Regions from separate parts of the Sus scrofa genome. Here region 1 is linked to region 2. The links are chromatin contacts, called in public Hi-C maps. All regions are on one chromosome and are shown on one strand. Each heading gives the region's core, a stretch centred on a gene start, on an enhancer-like site or on the middle of the called end of the contact. The rest is flanking DNA. Distances are from core to core; before and after follow the strand shown. Region 1 overlaps PIK3CB (phosphatidylinositol 4,5-bisphosphate 3-kinase catalytic subunit beta isoform). Region 2 holds the start of NME9 (thioredoxin domain-containing protein 6).

What was found. A called contact is a pair of places that touch in the nucleus more often than the background predicts.
Region 1: a contact with region 2 is called in a Hi-C map of alveolar macrophages, with 2.8 times the contacts expected there. The contact joins the enhancer-like site here to the promoter of NME9 in region 2. A contact is called at or near these places in 14 of 47 Hi-C or Micro-C datasets (alveolar macrophages, embryonic fibroblasts, fetal heart ventricle and 7 more) and 1 of 2 datasets of contacts at active chromatin or transcription factors (alveolar macrophages).

The regions. Positions count from the first base shown.
Region 1 is chr13:79,467,917-79,472,369 of Sscrofa11.1, reverse strand. It overlaps PIK3CB (phosphatidylinositol 4,5-bisphosphate 3-kinase catalytic subunit beta isoform), which reads left to right. Exons shown (of 25, transcript XM_021069526.1): 15 at 2,735-2,856. Among named protein-coding and RNA genes, the nearest start is that of FAIM, 72 kb to the right of the region's middle. Within about 2 kb of position 3,134, at least 9 of the 83 cell types and tissues checked have an H3K27ac peak or open chromatin away from gene starts, as enhancers often do. A contact at or near this core is called in alveolar macrophages and skeletal muscle, where this site is marked.
Region 2 is chr13:79,112,739-79,117,238 of Sscrofa11.1, reverse strand. It overlaps NME9 (thioredoxin domain-containing protein 6), which reads left to right and starts at 2,280. Exons shown (of 12, transcript XM_021069506.1): 1 at 2,280-2,856; 2 at 3,191-3,227.

The DNA of each region.
Region 1 (4,453 bases), core at 1,885-4,384, 350 kb before region 2:
AAAGACCTCCTGTTTAACACAGGGAACTCTACTTAATATTATGTGACAATTTAATGTGGGAAAAGAATCTGAAAAAGAATATATCATATTTCATATCCTTGTTAGCAATAAATGTAAATGTATACTAAGAATTGCAGTGCAATGAAATTGATTGATTGATTGATTGATTGTCTGTCTTTTTAGGGCCACTGTTGTGGCATATGGAAGTTCCCAGGCTAGGGGGTCGAATCAGAGCTATAGCCGCAGGCCTATGCCAGAGCCACAGCAACGCCATATCTGAGCTGCGTCTGCAGCCTGCACCACAGCTCACAGCAAAGGCCAGAACCGAGCTGTGTCTGTGACCTACACCATAGTTCATGGTAATGCCGGATCCTTAACCCACTGAGCAAGGCCAGGGATTGAACTTGCGTCCTCATAGATCCTAGTCGGATTTGCTATCCACTGAGCCATGACGGGAACTCCCTAATGAAATTTTTTAATTATTCGAAAGTTATTTTTTCTGCTAATGTAAAACAATTTAAAATCAATTAAAAATTTTTAGTGAACTTAATTTTTAAATTTGCTTCATATGAGAAAATAACTTTTAATTTAGCTGGTAGATAATCATTTAGATATTGGTTTGGGGGCACTTTACATAACTATTGAGAGGTTGAATAACTTACAGAATTAAAATAATAAAATGTAAATTATTTCTTATAAGAGCTCACATGACAAATGGCAAGGCAGTCAGCAGGTACCCGAAGGCCGCCTCTTGTAGCATGACTTTGAGATTGAGGGGGTAATTGAGAGAAACACCTCCAACCATTGCCATCTGTTTTTGTAGCCCTGGTCTTTGTACATTTTGTTTATCTTCCTTGGACTTGATATCAGTGCCACTTATGTGATGAGGCCCAAGAAAACCCAATGACATAAATCACATGTTAAGAAGTAAGATTTTGGAGTTCCCATTGTGGCGCATTGGAAACGAATCTGACTAGGAACCATGAGGTTTTGGGTTCGATCCCTGGCCTTGCTCAGTGGGTTGAGGATCTGGCATTGCCATGAGCTGTGGTGTAGGTCGCAGAAGTGGCTCAGATCTGGCATTGCTGTGGCTCTGATGTAGGCTGGCAGCTACAACTCCAATTAGACCCCTAGCCTGGGAACCTCCATGTGCCGTAGGTGCAGCCCTAAAAAGACAAAAAAAAAAAAAAAAAGGGGAGAGAGAGAAAAGAATTAAGATTTTGTCAGATAGCTTTTTTGAGCTTTGGAAAGCCACAAATCATAATTATCAAAAAAATTTTTACTCTCCTACATAACCACTTTTCTTCCCTATTAGCTACAAAACAGATGGCACATAGTATTTATTTCTTATGGGTTACTTATTATGATTTAAAGGATTTGAACATGATATGGTCAATAAAGTTTTGTTAAGTGACACTTTTTTTTTTTTTTTGGTCTTTCTGTCATTTCTAGGGCTGCACCTGCCTCATATGTCGGTTCCCAGGCCAGGGTCTAATCAGAGCTGTAGCTGCCGGCCTACACCACGGCCACAGCAACTCGGGATCCAAGCCACGTCTGCGACCTACACCACAGCTCACAGCAACTCAGGATCCTCAACCCACTGAGCAAGGCCAGGGATCAAACCAGCAACCCCATGGTTCCTAGTCTAATTCGTTAACCACTGAGCTATGATGGGAACTCCTGTTAAGTGATATTCTTAAAAACGCTAAGAGTTAACATTAAATCCCAAATCAATTATAAAAATGTATTAACATTAAAAAGATAAAAAAAAACTCCCTCAAGATCATCCTATGTTGTTATTAATGAACTTCTTATGTATAAATTGCTTGTGGAGTTCCCACCATGGCGCAGTGGAAATGAATCTGACTAGGAACCATGAGGTTTCAGATTCTATCCCTGGCTAGCTCAGCAGGTCAAGGTCGCAGACACAGATCGCAGCTCGGATCTGGCGTGGCTGTGCCTGTGGTGTAGGCTGGCAGCAACAGCTCTGATTAGACCCCTAGCCTGGGAACCTCCATGTGCCAGGGGTGCGGCCCTAAAAAAAAAAAAAGTGCTTGTAATCAGGTTGAGCCCTGAAGCTAATATTCTTACTTTGAATTTTCCCGTAAGTATTTCTTGATCATTTCTCTCTGCTCTCTCCCTTCCCCCTTCCCCTCACCTTACCCCCCTCCCACCACCTTTCCTTCCTTTAAAAAAATTATTTAATGGGTAATGATTGTGGCATTCATAAATTCCAGGTAAGTAACATAATAGCTTGCTTTTATATACTTGCTTACCTTTTAGAATATTTCAACAGAGACAGTCTTTATTAATCTGTATTAACAAGAATGTATTTTTCAAAGAGTTCTCTTTGTGGCTCAGTAGTAACGAACCCAACTCATATCCTTGAGGATGTGGGTTTGATCCCTGGCCTCGCTCACTGGGTTAAAGGATCTGGCACTGCCGTGTGGTGTAGGCCATAGATTCGGCTCTGATCCCGAGTTGCTGCTGCTGAGGTGTAGGCCAGTGGCTACAGTTCTGATTTAACCCTTAGGTGGGAACTTACATATGCCATGGGTGTGGCCCTTTAAAAAAAAAAAAAAAAATAATAATAATAATAATGGACTTTTGATACCTCAGTAAACTGCAAGTTTGCTTCTCCTTTCTTTTGCTCCATCTCAGCTCCTGTGTACCAAGGAAAAATAGATCACTTTGCTAAATTTCTGAACCAGTTTCATTTTTTTTTTTTAAACAGCTTCAGGCACTACTTCAGATTTGGCCTAAACTGCCCCCGCGGGAGGCCCTGGAGCTTCTGGATTTCAACTATCCAGATCAGTACGTGCGAGAATATGCTGTTGGCTGCCTGCGACAGATGAGGTATCTCTTGCAGGTGGCTTTTTTTGGATCATGGAGTAACTTGTGGGTGGGAGGAGAAGTTGAGGTCTGCTTGAATGTCTCATAAGAAAAGAAAGGGCTTGGAATGATTTAGAGTTCGAAACACTTGTTCCCTTTCTCCCTTCCACTCTTTCATATGCTCAGCCTCTCATATTTACTTCATATTATAAAACAAAAAACAAACAAAAACTGGGTCAGCTGGTCCCCAATGTCACCCTCATGTTCCATGACTCTGAGTCAGGAAGAGTCATAGGACTCAGCATATAGTTACTCTTGGCTAATATTTATTACAACAAATGGATACAGAGCAAAATTGGGAAAGGGAAAAGATTCATGGGGCAAAGTCTGGAGGAAACCAGGCAGAAACCTCTAAAAGTCCTTTTCCTGTAGAGTCACGCTGAATACACTAAATTCCTCTAACAGCAGTTGTGACAACACACCCAAATATTGTCTACCAGGGGAGCTTGCTAGAGATTCGGTGGCCAGGGTTGTTTTTGTTTGTTCATTTGTTTGTTTTAGTGGGGGCGGCTAGTCTTACAAGTACCCTCTGCCTAGCATATCTCCAAATTCTAAACTCCTGGAAGGAAAAATGGGTGTTAAGCATAAACCATACTGTTTGCAAAAAACCAGTCTAGTCCCAGTGAGCCACTCTTATCTGTTAGGGCAGTGAGAAGCCTTCTGAAGTCTATGTTCCCAGATATCAGCCAAGGGCTAACCTTGTAAGCATGCTTTTTCAAAGAATAGCACTCAGGGTTGCTACTATGTTAACTCTTTCCTGTCTGCTACCCAGAATTAAGAAGTGTTAATATTTTGTCTTTTTTTTTAAGTTTGTATTTTTATACAATTAACATTACAGTTAAAATCCTCATAGTGTGCTCACTCAGTCCTGATACTTACACTTCCCAGAGGTAACCATTATAACAAATTTGGTGTGTATCCTTCTATACCAGGTTTTCCTTTTTTTACCACACTTATATGTCTATAAAATATAGATATAATATTGTATATATAAAAATCACATAAATGTGTCTTTCCATAAGTATTTTTTTTTAAATTCAACATTAGGTTTTTGAGATCATTCTCTCCCATTTCATATAAATGTAGTTTATTCCTTTCACTACTGTGTAATATTCTGTTTTGGGGTATACCTTATTTCCTCTATTTCCCTATGGAGAAACATTTTTAATTTTCTCAAAATTTCGTCATAACAAACACTGCTGCAGTGAACGTATTTGTAGAGTCCCTTTTGGGTAGTACATGTATGTGAATCAAGGGGATTTATTTAATGAAATGTCATTATTGAGGCAGTCTCAGACAAATGGCATTTTCAGGTTTATACATTTTCTTTCTAGCCTCAAAATGAGGGATTATACTGTATGATTATTTAAAAAAAACAAAGTTCGCAGAAAATTATGGATACTGTGACTTTTTTCCCTTCTTTTTAAAATAAATCATTTATGTTTTAAATTGTGTGATATCCAAAAGAAATTACACAAACTCTTCAATAGTGATTATTTTGGACGAGTGAAATAGGAAGTTTAAGGAAAGAGGAAGCCTCTTTTCTGTACTTCTGGCTTTA
Region 2 (4,500 bases), core at 1,031-3,530:
GTTGAGTTTTGTATATTTTGGATAAAATTTCTTTATCAGATATGTGTTTTGCAAATATTTTCTCCTTTATCTTTTCGTCCTCTTAACAGGCTTTTGAAGAGCACAAGTTTTTAATTTTAATAAATTCCAACTTATAAATTTTTTTTCTTTCATGGATCATTCTTTTGATGCTGTGTCTAAAAAGTCATTGCAAACCCAAGATCACCTAGATTGTCTCCTGTGTTTTCTTTCTTTCTTTTTTTTTTTTTGTCTTTTTTTCCTTTTAGGGCCGCACTGGAGGCATATGGAGGTTCCCAGGCTATGGGTTGAATTGGAGCTACAGCTGCAGACCTACACCACAGCTCACGGCAACACCAGATCCTTAACCCATTGATGGAGGCCAGGGATCAAACCTGCAACCTCATTGTTCCTAGTTGGATTCGTTTCTGCTGCGCCACAACAGGAACTCCCTGTCTCCTATGTTTTTTTCCAGAAGTTTTATAGCTCTCCATTTTATATTTATGTCTACGAACTGTTTTGAGTTAATTTCATGAAAGGTGTAAGGTTTGTGTCCATATTTATTTATTTACTTGCAAGTGGATGTCCAATTATTCAGCACCATTTCAGGCAAAAGACCGTTCTTTCTACATTGACTTTCCTTTGCCCCTTTGTCAAAGATCAGTTGACTACATTTGCACAGTTCTATTTTTACACTTTTTATTCTCTTCCATTGATCTATGTATCTATTTTTTCACTAGAAGGCTGCCCTGCTTATTGTAGCTTTATGGTAATTCTTGAAGTCTGGTAGTGTCAGTTATCCAACTTTGTTATTCTTCTTCAGCATTGTGTTGGCTCTTCTGGGTCTCTTACCTCTTCATATAAACTCTAGAATCCGTTTGTTGACATCCACAAAATAGCTTGCTGGAATTTTGATTGGAATTATGTTTAATCTATTGATCATATTGGCAAAAACTGATGTGTTAACAAAATATTGATTCTTCCTATCCTCACACATGGAATATCTCTCTGTTTATTTAAATCTTTCAGATTTCTTTCATCAGCTATTATTGACTTCTGGTTTAATTCCATTGTGGTCTGAGAACATAACCTGTATGACTTCTATTCTTTTAAATTGGTTAGGATACGTTTTACCATCTGGAATGTGGCCTTTCTCGATGAATGTTCCATGTGAACTTAAGAAGGATCTGTATTCTGTACTTGTTAGAGGAAGTACAGCATAAATGTTGATTAGATCAAGTTGATTGATGTTATTGCTCAGTTCAACTTTTTCCTTGCTCATTATCTGCCTGCCCTATTTACTCATTTCTTTTCTTTTCTTTTCTTTTTTTTTTTGTCTTTTTGCCTTTTTCTAGGGCCGCTCCCGTGGCATATGAAGGTTCCCAGGCTAGGGGTCTAACCGGAGTGGTAGCCACCAGCCTACGCCACAGCCATAGCAACACGGGATACGAGCCGTGTCTGCAACCACAGCTCAAAGCAATGCCAGATCCTTAACCCACTGAGCAAGGCCAGGGATTGAACCTGCAACCTCATGGTTCCTGGTCAGATTCGTAAACCACTGCGCCATGACAGGAACTCCCCCTATTTATTCATTTCTTAAAGATACGGGGTTGAAATCTTCAATTATAATAGTGGGTTTGTTTTTTTTTTTTTTCTTTGCATTTCTATCAGTTTTTGTCTCAGTATTTTGATGCTCTGTTGATAAGTACATACACAGTTAAGTATTGTTATGTCTTCCCGGAGAACTGACGTCTTTAACATTACGTAATGCCCTCTCTTCATCCTTGATAAATTTCCTTGTTCTAAAGTCTCATTGCCTGAAGTTAATATAGCTACTCCAGCTTTCTTTTGATTACTGTTAGCATGGCATAGCTTTCTCCACTTCTTTACTTTTAACTCTGTCTTTAAAACAAAACAAAACAAAGCAAAAAAACACACACCTTTTAAATCTGTTTTATATTTAAAGTGGATTTCTTGGAGTTCCCGTCATGGCTCAGTGCTTAACACACTCAACTAGCATCCATGAGGACGTGGGTTCCATCCCTGGCCTTGCTCAGTGGGTTAAGGATCTGGCGTTGCCTTGAGCTGGGTGTGAGTCGAAGATGTGGCTCGGATCTGGCGTTTCTGTGTCTGTGGTGTAGGCCGGAGGCTGCAGCTCCAATTCGACCCATAGCCTGGGAACCTCCATATGCCAAGGGTGTGACCCTAAAAGACAAAAAAAAAAAAAAAAAAGTGGATTTCTTATAGACAACACACACTTGGGTCTTTTTTTTAAATTTCCCTAGCAATTTCTGTCTTTTAATTGGTATTGATCATTTGTACCACATTTGCAACTGTTTTCTATTTGCTCCACTTTACTTTCATACTGAATTTGGAATTTGTAATTTTGTATTCTTTGTCTTAAAGAGAACCTCTTCAGATTCCTCAAAACCTGGAGCCATCCCTGCCCAGCATGTATTAAGTAACAATAGAAATGCTGTATGCCAGTCCTGGTGGGGCAGAAGAGATGCAGGAATTCGAGAATGCCCCTGTACAGTACATGAATGCAGCAGGTCTTTGCCTGGTGTGTCCAAATGTCTCAGACACAGACAAACACTTCAGTCAATGAAAGCATTCCCACAGTCCAATTCTGACAGCAAGGGGCGGGACTCCTTCCTGCCTTTCCATTGGGCCCAGAGTGGGCGTGGCTTATGTGTACTCTTGTTTATTACCCGGTAGCCTTAGCACTGCGCTTTGTTGCCATGACGACCGTGGCTGGGTTGCTGCAGAGTCTGCTGGAAACTCTCGCTGCAGGTTGAGGACCGGTACCTGTTTGCAGTGGCTTAGTTCCCCAGGAATAAATTAGAACAGCACCACAAGGTTCAAAAATTGGCCTTTTTCCGCTAGAATTCCCCTGCGGACGCTGTGATGCCTGACAGGCCCCTGAACTCACGCGCCCCTTGGCCAGCTCCAGGGTGGGGAAGGGGCTCCTCAAATCTGCCTGGGGGCAGCAAGCTCCGCTTCTCCCATGGGTGGGGGGGTTCATTTTGCATCGTTGCGTTTCTTTGCTGCCACTCATAATTAACTTAAAGGGGAGGGTGGTAAGGGGCTTTGTCTGAAGGAGGTTTTTGGCTTGCTGATCCACACAGCGTTTTCTCAATAGATTGCTGCCAAATGGTCTGAGCCCTCAGTAACAGAGCTTCTGTCTTTGCAGAGCCATGGGTAGCAAGAAGAAAGAAATTGCCCTGCAGGTAAGCCTCAAAGGGGAGCTTGCTTTCAGCATTTGATATAGGATTGGTTCGGGGTGAGGGTGAAGAGAATGATGCGGAGTGATATAAAAATGATACTCTGCTGGTAGTATGTGACAGACTGTGTTCTTGAACTTGAATATTGCACCTTTATGTCTTAAAGAGAAAAAAACTTATATTGGACCTCTAGTAATGACAGATATTTTGTGCACTTAAATATAAGAAAACATAAACTTGGGTATAAGTTGTTTATGCTTATAGTGTTTATGCAACTATAAAACCAAAACATGAATTAAAATAAAACTCTCCTGCTCTTCAGCACAGGGAACTATACCCAGTCACTGGTGACAGAACATGATGGAGGATAATGTAAGAAAAAGGATGTATGTATATGTGTAACTGGGTCACTTTTCTGTACAGCAGAAATTGACTGAACACTGTAAATCTACCATAATTTAAAACTTTTTTTTTTTTGTCTTTTGTCTTTTTTGTTGTTGTTGTTGTTGTTGTTGTTGCTATTTCTTGGGCCGCTCCCGCGGCATATGGAGGTTCCCAGGCTAGGGGTTGAATCGGAGCTGGAGCCACCGGCCTACGCCAGAGCCACAGCAACGCGGGATCCGAGCCGCGTCTGCAACCTACACCACAGCTCACGGCAACGCGGGATCGTTAACCCACTGAGCAAGGGCAGGGACCGAACCCGAAACCTCATGGTTCCTAGTCGGATTCGTTAACCACTGCGCCACGACGGGAACTCCTAAAACATTTTTTAAAATAAAACAAGAAACCAAGAAAATATGAATTGGTATAATTCAATGTGACATATTTTTGTTGAGGTATAATTACAGCTTGCTGAGAGAGTATGGTATAGGTTCTTTGAGTTCAGGCATGTGTCTGTAGCTATGCTCTCTCTGGAGCCCCAGTTCTCCCCTCCACAACTCTCAAAAATCATTTGTTTATTCAAGAAATATGTTTTGCTACACTTTCAACTATAAGATGCCTTACTTCATTTGGGCCTGTGACGAGTGACTCCATAAGCCAGCATCTGCTTTCTGTTTATTTACTTTTTTTTTTTTTTTGGCCCTGGACAATAAGTAGTGGTTTGTTCTAAAGTGATGGTAAGAACATGCAAGCATGGGCCCCGGAACTGAGTGGGAGGGCTTTATCGTAAGATCATCTGGATGATGTGTAATGGGGGACCTTTCAAATTAAACTTTAAAATGTCTCATAGTCAGTTCAGCCCACCAGAATCCAGGCGCCTCTCGGAGAGTAGAGTGGC